Regions from separate parts of the Mus musculus genome. Here all the other regions are linked to region 1. A link is a contact called in public promoter capture Hi-C and targeted proximity ligation data. All regions are on one chromosome and are shown on one strand. The core of a region is the stretch at or near the end of the contact, and the rest is flanking DNA. Distances in the headings are between cores, read along the strand shown.

Region 1 (2,795 bases), core at 97-2,596:
GGTTTCTCTGTGTAGCCCTGGCTGTCCTGGAACTCACTCAGTAGACCAGGCTGGCCTTGAACTCAGAGATCCACAGCTTCTATAGCATAAGTGCTGGATTATAGGCGTGTGCCACACTGCCCTGCTGGGGTTTTGTATCTTTTAAAGATGTGTTTTATCTATATTTGTATGATGCATGTGTGTGAGCACAGGTATGTGTTTGCATGCTTACCCAAGGTCAGGACGGGATGTCAGATGCGTTGGAGCTGGAGTTACAAGCTTGTTATATGGGTGCTGGAACCTGAACCAGTCTTCATGAGGCTATGCACCAAACGCCATCTTTCCAGCCCCCAGACTCTTGTTTTTGAGACAGAGTCTCAGTATGTTGCCCAAGCTGGCCTGAATTCCCGAGCTCTGTTTTCATGCCTCAACCTCCCACTAAATGGGCGTAAGAGAGGGCATGGCTTGGTTGTCACTGTTTCTTCAGTGGCAGTGCTTTGGTTCTACCCCTAATTCAATGCCCAGATATCTGGATTCATGACCCATTGTCACTTAAAACAGAAGAGCTCCAAAAAAGGGAGGGATGGGGGGGCCTAGGCTGCGGTGTAGTATTAAGAAAGTGCTTGCCTAACACAAAGTCCCGGGCTTGATCCCCAGCACCACATAAACCACAAGTGATGGCACAGGCCTGTTATCCCAGCACTAAAGAGATTATCGCTTCAAAGTCAAATGTGGTCAGCCTGGGCTACAAGAGACCCTGCCTCATGTTTTTAAACTAATGTTTTAAAAGTAAAAATTGTCCTAGTATCTAAATGCTCCTACATCTCTGGGAATGTAGACCTGGTGAACTCTGCAGCCCTCCTTAATAATAAAATGTAGCAGTAACAACCATGACGTCGCTGCCAGTTACCAGGCATGCCCTCCCCTGCGGTGGGGGGGGGGGGGGAATGGAAGGAGAGACGGGTTTAGAGAGGCCGAACAGAGTAAACAAACTAGCGGGCTGACCTGACATCCAGGAACTTGGGAAAAATACCTAGGGCTTAGGAGCAGCCGAGCGACTGTCTCATCCATGCCTTGAGGACAGGCCTAAGCCAATGTCGCAGGCTACCACAGTTCGCCCACCTCCCCGCTCCCGGTCCGTCCCGCTCACCAGGACCCCGAGCTGCTCCCGCGCCGGCTTCGAGTGGACCTGAGCCCGCGGCACCATGAGCCGCCGGGCCGAGCCGGTCAGGCTCCTCAGCAGCAGTGGCGTCAGGACAGACATGACGGCGCGGAACGACCACGGACGAGGACCAGTCCAAGGTCAGGGAGTCAAGATGGCCGAACCAGCCGGAAGTTCCGGCGCTGAAGTTGCCGGACGCCCGAGCCGGAAGTATTTCGGAAATGACGTCGGGACAAGCCCCCTCGCCCGCCTGGGCTGTTTTTGGCGCGCTCCTCGAAACAACCAACCGACATCATCCTACACAGATGGGAGGAGAAATGAGACACCTTTGCTCCCACCTCCACTTTCTTCGAGAGTGACACGCATAGCCACCCAATCACACAAGCTACAAGTCTATTGACTCCTTGGCTCCTCCCTCCATTCATTTAACTAGGATCCTCTCTCTGCCAGCACTGTACTAGTGACTCCAGCTCGCCACCAGTAAGCCTCTAGTTTTAAAAACATAGTTTTACTTTATGAGTGTTTTGTCAGCATGTTCATCTGTGTATGCAGAACGCAGAGAGGCCAAAAGAGGGTGTTGGATCCTCTGGAACTGGAGTTCAGGCAATAGTGAGTAATCTTGTGGATGCTGGGAACTGAACTGAACTGGACCTCTGCAAGAGCAGCGAGTGCTTCTAAGCGCTGAGCTCTCTCTCCAGCCCCGAGACTCCTGTCATTTACTGTTATCCTCTCAGAAACCCGTTTCCACATAACTGGTAACTGTTCTCAACTTCTGCTTTCCTCCTTTTGTGTGTGTTAGGACAGTTTTGTTTTGTTTTGTTTTGTTCTCTGTTTTTCGAGACAGGGTTTCTCTCTGTAGCCCTGGCTGTCCTGGAACTCACTCTGTAGACTAGGCTGTCCTTGAACTCAGAAATCCGCCTGCCTCTGCCTCCCGAGTGCTGGGATTAAAGGCATGCGCCACCACGCCCGGCCAGTTTTGGTTTTTTAAGGTCTCCAGTAGCCCAGGCTGTCCTAAAACCGTGTAGATGAGAATGACCTTGAACTTTTCTGCTTCTATTCCTATGTTCCATGCCTTGTTGCCTCTCTTCTTTCTCTTCTTTATCCCCTGTCTCCCTTCTGCCTTTATTCTTTCTGTTCCTTTCTCCTCTCTCCTTCCTTCTTGTTTTACTAGACAAATACCTGATCAAGTGGTTCCCCATTGCTTTCTTTAAAAAAATATTTATGTATGTGATTACACTGTGTCTATACAGATGGTTGTGAGTCTTCATGTCACTGTTGGGATCTGAATTTTTAAGACCTCTGCTTGCTCCGGTCAGCTCTGCTCGCTCCTGTAAACTCAGTCCCTGCTTGCTCTGGCACAAAGATTTATTTATTATTAATACATAAGTACACTGTAGCTGACTTCAGATGCACCAGAAGAGGGCCTCCAATGGGATTTGAACTCAGGACCTTCGGAAGAGCAGTAAGTGCTCTTATCCACTGAGCCATCTTGCCAGCCCTCCCCATTGCTTTCTAGACAAGGCCCGGATCTTGGATATTGCCCTTCTGTCTGACTTCTCAATATCGCTTGTTTTTTGTCCTTGCTCCTAGGTCTCTTCTCCACCCTTCCAGATTTTGGACTTTTTACTCTTTACATTCTACCTAGAACACCTTT
Region 2 (2,795 bases), core at 149-2,648, 220 kb after region 1:
ATGTTCAATCTAGCAAGAAGCCACAGTAGTTTTGAAATCATCTGTTTCCACTGCCAGTACAGCATTTTTGTTTTGTTTTGTTTTGAGACAGGGTCTTTTCTCTCTCCTCTCTCTTCTCTCTCTCCCCCTCTCCCCCTCTCCCCCTCCCTCCCTCCCTCCCTCCCTCCCTCCCTCCCTCCCTCCCTCCCTCCCTCTCTCTCTCTCTCTCTCAGCTAAAAACCCAAGTGGCTGGGTACACCTTGAGGGATTTTTTTCATTTGAAGTGAGAAGACCCACTTTTAATCCAGATCTTTTGTTTGTTTTGTCTTGTTTTTCTGGACAGGGTTTCTCTGTGTAGCTCTGGCTGTCCTAGAACTCACTCTAACTAGGCTGGCTTTGAACTCACAGAGATCTACCTGCTTCTGCCTCCTGAGTTCTAGATCTTTTGAGATGGGAAGATCCACCTTTCATCTGGGCCATACCTTCTGCTGGCAGCCTATATAAAGGGCACAGAAGAAGGAAGCTTTTGTTCTCTGCCTGCTTGGTCTCACTGGCAAGTCTATTCCTTTACTGACATTAGAGCCTACTTCTTTGAGATTCTGATGAATACTGAAGACCAGCTAAGATATCTAATCCAGACTCATGGTCTGAACAACTACTGCATTCTTGAACTTTCTGTTGATAGTCTACTTATTGTTAGACCAGATGGACTACAGCAGATAAACCATTCTAATAAATCCCGTATATATTTGTATGTACATACATATATTTTTCCATCCTATAAGTTGTTTTTCTAGAGGATCCTAATACAGTGGTCATACATTTTTTTAAATTTAAGGTTTAAAAAAAGATGCTTACATGCAAAAATGGGCTTATTTATAATCTTGAGCAGTTACCACTCCTTCAGAAAGTTCATTATAAACAAAAAGTCAATGGGCTGGAGAGATGGTTCAGTTTAAGAGTGACTGCAATTCTGAGGGACCAGAGTTTGATTTGCAGTACCCACATCAGACAGTTCACAATTGCCTGTATCTCCAGCTCCAGAGGATCTGATTCTTCTTCTGGCCTCTACAGGGACTTATACATATAGCAGATACAGATACAAGTGAAAGCCTAAAACAAACTACTACAGTAGTTTGTGCCAAAACAAGACATTTATCTCATGCAAAATACAACTTAAAAAAAAAAAGCATTAGCACAGGAAATAGGGCCAGACAACATCTTTAAGTGATTTTCAATGATGAAGCTCTAACTTCAGTTATATTGATATGTACACAACAGTATGATTTAATGTATATTTACATGCTAAAGTGTCATACTCATCTCTGAGATGAAAACAACAACAGAACCTAGATCTCACTATAATTCAAGTACAGTGCATGCTATGTCAGCACAGCAGGAGCCTTGAGTTCCTCTTGCTATCTGAACTTCCCTTTTCAGGACATTGCCCTGTTGCTGCTGCAAGACAAAAAAGAAAACATACTAAGGAGAGCCCAGGTAAGTGTGCTTACAGAAACCCATGCTCAATCCTCACCAAATCCAGGGAGCATTTTATATTCCTGTTTTGTTTAGTTTTGTTTAAAAATCCAACATACATTTATTTATTTATTTAGTGCTGCACGATTGGGCATGCATTTATGAGCATACCTGTGTGTGTGCTACCAAACACTTTCAAGGGTTGGTGCTTATTAGAAGCTGACCCCTCCCATTTCTGCCTTCACTACTGATTTTAATATGGGTTAAATAATAACAGGGCCTTTATTCTCCCTACTGTTAAGTTTCTGGACTTGTTTCCAAAAGTCTTGGTATTTGTATTTCTCAGGTAAAATGAGATTTATGTTCCTACTGTACAGACTGTTTTTCAAATCATTAGACCACAAATAACTCCTTCAAACTAGGTCTACCTGACTTGAAAAACAAGGCTTTCTGAAATTGGCAGCCCATAATGATGTTAAAAATGTAACAATGCGTTTATGCTAAATGCTAGTCCGAAAAGTTCCATTTCTGTTAAGCTTTGCTTGCTTGCAAAGGTCATAAAATACCTTTACAAGAGTCTGTCCACTATAGCTGGGGTCACTTGCTCACTTCTGGTCCCAAGGAGAGCAGGTAGCCTGGCTATTACTGAAAATTCTTGCCTTGCTCATTTTCATCTCTGCTGAGTGTTTGGAGCTCCAGTCCGACACAGTAACAGTGTTCTCCTTAAATCATATAGGTTCTGGCCATGAACTCAGGTCAGGTTTGGGAGCAGCTGCCTTTCCTTCTGAGTCATCTCAATAGTATTCCTCTAACTGGAATGTTGCTTCATAAACTTAGTGAAAATCTGCTTTCCACAAATTATATATATTGATATACTAGTTCCATGCCATTAAATCAAAGAGTAGTAGAACCAATGGAATCTTTCATACCAAAAGGATTTTTACTTTTAAATACCTGTATTACTATCATTTATGTTTTCTTCAATCATCCACATTTACATGTTTTGGGTAAAATCTTTCAAAGAGAATTTTTTTAAAAATATTTATTTATTACATGTAAATACACTGTAGCTGTCTCCCGACACATTACAGATGGCTATGAGCCACCATGTGGGTGCTGGGAATTGAACTCAGGACCTCTGGAAGAGCAGTCAGTGCTCTTAACCGCTGAGCCCTCTCTCTAGCCCCAAAGAAAATTTTAAAATAGGAAAAAACCTCAAGAAACCAATATATCTAAAATTTGTAGTTATATATTAATCTTAATATCACTATAACATGTAGAGTAGCTTGGTTTTTTGTTTTTTGAAGACAGGGTTTCTCTGTATAGCCCCGGCTGTCCTC
Region 3 (2,795 bases), core at 182-2,681, 200 kb before region 1:
CCTGTCCCAATTCCAGAGGCCTAGGACCCACACTCATGGTGAGATGCCTTCTGTCTCTGGCTATCGGGAGCTCATGGTGGGATGTCTTCCGGCTCTGACTATCGGGAGCTCATGGTGGGATGTCTTCCGGCTCTGACTATCGGGGCTTTCCTGCCATCCTCCCAGGAAGTGATAACTCTCATTCTCTGCTGGTAAAGTTGATGAGAAGCCTCATGGGGCCTTCTGGGTGACTGATATCGCCCTAGCCTACTCTGCCGTAACTTCCTGTGGGGGCAGGGCCTCTCACCCACTGTCAGCAGCCTGCCAAGTGGTTTGCTGGGGAGGAAATTTAGGAGAGTAGGTGCCAGGTCCCCAGGAACCTCCTAGCCATCCCTCAGGAACATAATAAGCCTCGGCACAGGCAAGACACACAGGGGACCATGTTGTCTGTCTCTTGGAGACTAGACAGAACCAGTAGGAGCTGGAGGAAGTATGGAGAGGGGAAGTTGAAGAAATACCTTCTTTGGAACCAAATAATTAAAGACTGTTGCCTGAGTCACTGTGACAAGGTTATGAGTAGAGGCGAGAATGGCCTAGAAAAGCCAGGGAGAGCTGTCATGACTGGATACATAGGGTCACGGGGACTCACTGATTTCCTCCACGATCTTCAGAAGTACCCCACCAATGTGCGACTCCCCCGTGACTCGGAGTGTGACAGACTGGGCCTCAGGGTCCTCCTCGCCCACAAACACCCTCAGCTCCCAGGAAGAGTCGATATAGTCCCCGGAGGCTGTCTTCATACCCGCCATGGCTGCGGCTGTTTCTGCTGAGACAAGGTGAGTAGACAGTGGGCTGCCTAGAAATAAGCAGGAGTCCTAGGGTACCCTGGGTAGGTGGGTAGGCTTTGGGGACACTGGTACAGAGAGCTACTGTGATCCAGTCAATATAAAACCCTCTTACTATCCTAAGTGTTTGGGCTGAAGAGACAGTTCCTTAGAGTCCACGTTGTCCTGCCAATTCAGGTTTCACAGGTGGGGACACCAAGGCCCAATACTCATTGTAAAGTACCCTGCTAGGTACCAGAACAGGTCAACTCTCCTACTCACAGTTCTGCCAGGCCCACCTATCTCAGAAACAAGTCCTGGCCCACAGCTCACAGCCAGTACTCTAACCCAAGCCTCTAGGGTGGTGGCAAGTGTGGCTGCTCTGCACAGAATGGCGGAGCAGGGGACAAGTGAGTCCTCCTGGGTCTTTCACTTACCTAGCCTGCAACGGGCTGCAGCTGCAGGTGGCAGTGGGACACCTGTTACCCTGGTCTGGCCTGGTCCTGCTCAGTTGCTTCCTTCAGAGGTCAGCCTGTAGTGGCCTTATCATGAAAGTTGTACTAGTCCCTCCCCAGGGCGGGCTGTTGCTGGGTACAGGAAGCACACTGCCAGCACGCAGAGGGCTCCACGGGGCCCTTGCTTTTGTTACCACAGGAAATGAGGGAAGAACAGTGCTGGGGTGACACCACAAAGTTCTCTTTACCCCACCCCCAGGCATCTACTGGTTGCACCTCCAGCCTGCTTTTTTCTTTTATTATTATTTTTTGTTGTTGTTCAAGACAGGGTTTCTCTGTATAGCCCTGGCTGTCTTGGAACTCACTCTGTAGACAAGGCTGGCCTCGAACTCAGAAATCCACCTGGCCCTGGTGGTGCTGGGTGCGCCACCACTGCCCGGCTCCAGCCTGCTCTTAGTGGGACTGTCTACAGTCAGCAGTGAAGTCCTTCCCACCTTTAAACAGGACTTGTTTCCAAACCTACCAGCCTTAAATCTGTCCAGTGACATGCTAGAGCCTCTCTGCCTCATAAAACCTCAATGTGATTTCCTCCAGGACCCTTTATCCCGTCTCTTTAGAGGGTTCTGGTGGTCCAACAGCCTCATGTCCATGCCAGGCACTGGGATGCAAATTGCTCTAAGGAACTGAGCAGGAACGTAGACTTTTCAGGGCAGCAGCCTACCATTAATGGACGTGGTTTTTTCTTTTTTCAGAAAGGGTTTCTGTGTAGCCTTGGCTGTCCCAGAACTCACTCTGCAGACCAGGCTGGCCTTGAACTCAGAGATCTGCCTGCTCTGCCCCAAGTGCTGGGATTAAGGGTATGTGCCAACCTCTCCTCCCAAGGTAAGGCTTTTTAAGTGTGACTAGGAGAGGCTGCTCTGAGGAGTCCTGGGGTTGGGACAGGAAGCTAGTTTAGGCTAACGTAAGACATAGTACAGCCTGGTGCTGGACTCAGCATCTTGCTAGCCCAGGAAGCAGTCTTTTGGGAGCAAATGAGGAAGTTCAGTGTTGGTCACAGTGTGGGAGGAAGATAGTGGTGTGGAGCTCAGGATTGGAGCAGCAGGAGCTGTTGTCAGTATTAGTCTCAGGCCTGCTTTCTGACCCACCTTGAGTCTAGGTTAGGTTCTAGTGTTGACCTAGCAGGTTCACTCTAAGACTGCACTGCACAGAACATCAACCCAAAGCTGATCAGAATGCAGGTAGGTCATCAGTTGTTGAGCGACACTTCCACCTAGTGGCCACCCTGACAAAGCAAACAGCTCACTCTTCAGCGACCTTTCTTTCAAGGCCATCAAGAAAAGGCTTTGTGTTGGCTTCCAATTCAGCACTACTGTGTCTTAAGAGAAGAAAGTCACTGGAGACCGTAGCAACATATAACCACGCCTGACTGGCTTCTTTATTGAGGAGGGACGTGGGTAAGAACAGGTGAAGACAGCTGGGACCCTAGGTTGGGAAGAACACCCTCCCCTCCCCGTATGCACCCACTGCCCCAAATAAA
Region 4 (2,795 bases), core at 195-2,694, 150 kb after region 1:
GCCAACACGGAGAAAGGAGCCACAAAATCAGTGCAGCGTTACTGGCTGTGAGACAAACAACTAGGAAAGCAAGAGGAAAATATCTACTCGATTCATGGTGTGTGTGCGATGCTCTAGCTATATGGTCATCAAAATGGAAAACCACTAACTGGAAGATAAATGGCAAAGACATCTGGTCATGGGAGGCATGACCAGAACTGGCAAAAGCCTAGCAAAACTTAGCAAAGACATCAAATTTTATTTAGCTCATGTAGGCAAGACCAATAAAACCTCTGAAAACAATGAAATAGTGAACAAATTCAGAATAAGTCAGTAAGAACAATAGATTAAGCATTCGAAAAACTTGAAAACCCTTAACACTAAAAAATGGAGAACCAAATTACACCAGAGACTACTGCAAGGAACCCACAGCCAGGCAGTGACTCATCATCTTTTCTTCTTTTTTAAGATTTATTTAGTTATTTTATGCATGTAAGTACACTGTTCCTGTCTTCAGACACACCAGAAGAAGGCATCAGATCCCATTATGGATGGGTGTGAGCCACCATGTGGTTGCTGGGAATTGAACTCAGGACTTCTAGAAGATCAGTCAGTGCTCTTAACCACTGAGCCATCTCTCAAGCCCAGTGACTCAAATCTTTAATTGCAGCACTCAGGAGGCACACACCTTTAATCCCAACACTTGGAAGGCAGGCACATAAGGATCACAATGATTTAAATTAAAAATCCACTTGTAAAAGGCAGCTTGAGAGCTGGGCGTGGTGGTGCACACCTTTAATCCCAGCACTCAGGAGGCAGAGGCAGGTGGATTTCTGAGTTCCAGGCCAGCCTGGTCTACAGAGTGAGCTCCAGGACAGCCAGGGTTACATAGAGAAACCCTGTCTCGAAAACAAAACAAAAAACTTAAAGCTGGCTGTGGATTTGAAGCACGGCTCTCTCCTTTAAACCCAGGAATGCTTGTTAAAGGAAAATCTAAAATCTCTGTCCCATATCAGAAGAACCACCTGATACGAGACAGAGGAAAACAAAAAAATAAAGGCCACTAATCTCATAACCTTTGTTTGACTTTTAACTTTTCTGGCCAGGCAGTGGTGGCACACACCTTTAATCCCAGCACTTGGGAGGCAGAGGCAGGCGGATTTCTGAGTTCCAGGCCAGCCTGGTCTACAGAGTGAGTTCCAGGATAGCCAGGGCTACACAGAGAAACCCTGTCTCGGAAAACAAAAAAGCAAGCTTTTCTGAAGGTATAAATATTATCTCAAAACCTGTAAGATTATTATGTAGTAGTTATACAGAACACTAATTCTGGAAATAAGTTTTGTAGCCTCCCTCAGCCTTGAAGCAGGCTGATCCAGACTTTGACCTTGCTGCCACTAAGGAGGAGATTACCTAGGGTCTACGCCTTCTGACCTGGATGGCTCTATTTGCTCTTCTCCAAGACTCTGCTTCCTGCAGAAAGGTCCGTGAGATGTTCCAGAGACACACCCTGTAGATCGCCTATGGGCTGGCTCCAGGCACCAAGAATGGGCTGGTGGGGGATGGGCCTACCCTCTTTATAAATACAGATTCAGTAAACTTCGAAGGCTTTGAACAGAAAGGTTTGTCTTGGCCTCATTCTTTTCTCACTGTCTGATCTCTTTCAGCCCCAGCCTGCCTTTCAGGGGAACCCAGTTCAAGTGGTTGCAGGCCGCTACAAATTTGATCTAGCTTCCTTTGTGTGCTTGCAGGTTGGAGTCTGAAACAGGTTAACTAGAAACAAAGTTTGTGTACTTAATAGATTGTGATGCGCAAGACATTCAAACTACTGAGTTCATAGGACACTGACATGAAGTTTTACATAATTTTTTAATACAAAATACTTAATCTTAAGACTCCCAAAAATAGCTGGGCGTGGTGGCGCACGCCTTTAATCCCAGCACTCGGGAGGCAGAGGCAGGCCGATTTCTGAGTTCCAGGCCAGCCTGGTCTACAGAGTGAGTTCCAGGACAGCCAGAGCTATACAGAGAAACTCTGTTTCGAAAAAACCAAAAAAAAAAAAAAAATAAAATAAAATAAAAAAGACTCCCAAATATAATCAAACTGAACTTTGTGAAATGCCTGGCAGAACTAGCTTCAGTACTATAAATAGTGTTACTGTGATAAAGTTAAATTCTTTCCTTTTTATTAGACAAAAAAGGGGGAAATGTTTCAGAATTATGCTCTGAACCCTGAGACTATTTACAGAAAACAAAACAAAACAAAACAAAACAACTGTCTAATTGTGGTGTGGCTTAGCCTTAGCACAAACCTATAATCCAAAAGCTTTCTGTTTATTGTAAACAAGATTAAATAAAGTTAACCATAGGTCAAGAGGTGAAGCAAGCAACCAAGTGATGTGACAGGGAGCGAAGCTAGGAAACTACCACAGAATAAGAAGTCAGGAGGATGGACCCAGGCACACAGGAAGGAGAAGGGAGGGACACTCACTTGGGGGAGGGGTTGCAACAGTGTGGAGATGGAGAGCTTTCCTTTTGGGATGTATATTCTCTCTCTCTCTCTCTCTCTCTCTCTGATCTCATCTAGCAGGCTTTCACTCCCAAGTCTGAATTGGTAAAATCAAACAATTTGTTAAAAACAACATACTGGGGACTGGAGAGATGGCTCACTGGTTAAGAGCACTGACTGTTCTTCCAGAGGTCCTGAGTTCAATTCCCAGCAACCACATGGTGGCTCACAACCATCTGCAATGGGATCCGATGCCCTCTCTTCTGGTGTGTCTGAAGAGAGTAACAGTGTATTCCCATATATAAAATAAA

The links. Promoter capture Hi-C pulls out the DNA fragments that hold promoters and counts their contacts.
Region 2: a targeted proximity ligation map of bone marrow-derived macrophages shows a contact between it and region 1, with 2.8 times the contacts expected there. A contact is called at or near these places in 21 of 39 promoter capture datasets (the 3T3-L1 cell line, 3T3-L1-derived adipocytes, the C10 cell line and 11 more), 9 of 484 Hi-C or Micro-C datasets (B cells, bone marrow-derived macrophages, embryonic fibroblasts and 5 more), 27 of 130 datasets of targeted methods (the 230-238 cell line, the HPC-7 cell line, the NIH/3T3 cell line and 18 more) and 4 of 9 other capture datasets (adipose tissue, embryonic stem cells, liver and 1 more).
Region 3: a promoter capture Hi-C map of liver shows a contact between it and region 1. A contact is called at or near these places in 12 of 39 promoter capture datasets (the C10 cell line, the HPC-7 cell line, cranial neural crest and 8 more), 2 of 484 Hi-C or Micro-C datasets (B cells and bone marrow-derived macrophages), 20 of 130 datasets of targeted methods (the NIH/3T3 cell line, the SCID.adh cell line, bone marrow-derived macrophages and 11 more) and 4 of 9 other capture datasets (adipose tissue, embryonic stem cells, liver and 1 more).
Region 4: a promoter capture Hi-C map of embryonic stem cells shows a contact between it and region 1, with 3 times the contacts expected there. A contact is called at or near these places in 12 of 39 promoter capture datasets (the SN4741 cell line, cranial neural crest, embryonic stem cells and 7 more), 8 of 484 Hi-C or Micro-C datasets (the 4T1 cell line, the 63-12 cell line, CD8 T cells and 5 more), 15 of 130 datasets of targeted methods (the 230-238 cell line, the SCID.adh cell line, craniofacial prominence and 9 more) and 4 of 9 other capture datasets (adipose tissue, embryonic stem cells, liver and 1 more).

The regions. Positions count from the first base shown.
Region 1 is chr19:7,216,270-7,219,064 of GRCm38.p6, forward strand. It overlaps Cox8a (cytochrome c oxidase subunit 8A), which reads right to left and starts at 1,347. Exons shown (of 2, transcript NM_007750.2): 1 at 1,130-1,347. The coding sequence starts at 1,243.
Region 2 is chr19:7,437,108-7,439,902 of GRCm38.p6, forward strand. The region is part of intron 3 of Rtn3 (reticulon 3); the gene reads right to left. Among named protein-coding and RNA genes, the nearest start is that of Mir6991, 16 kb to the left of the region's middle.
Region 3 is chr19:7,018,038-7,020,832 of GRCm38.p6, forward strand. Fermt3 (fermitin family member 3) reads right to left here and starts at 1,432. Exons shown (of 15, transcript NM_153795.2): 1 at 1,241-1,432; 2 at 629-802. The coding sequence starts at 788. Stip1 (stress-induced phosphoprotein 1) reads right to left here. Exons shown (of 14, transcript NM_016737.2): 14 at 2,659-2,795.
Region 4 is chr19:7,368,182-7,370,976 of GRCm38.p6, forward strand. All of the region lies in intron 5 of Spindoc (spindlin interactor and repressor of chromatin binding), which reads right to left. Among named protein-coding and RNA genes, the nearest start is that of 1700105P06Rik, 13 kb to the right of the region's middle.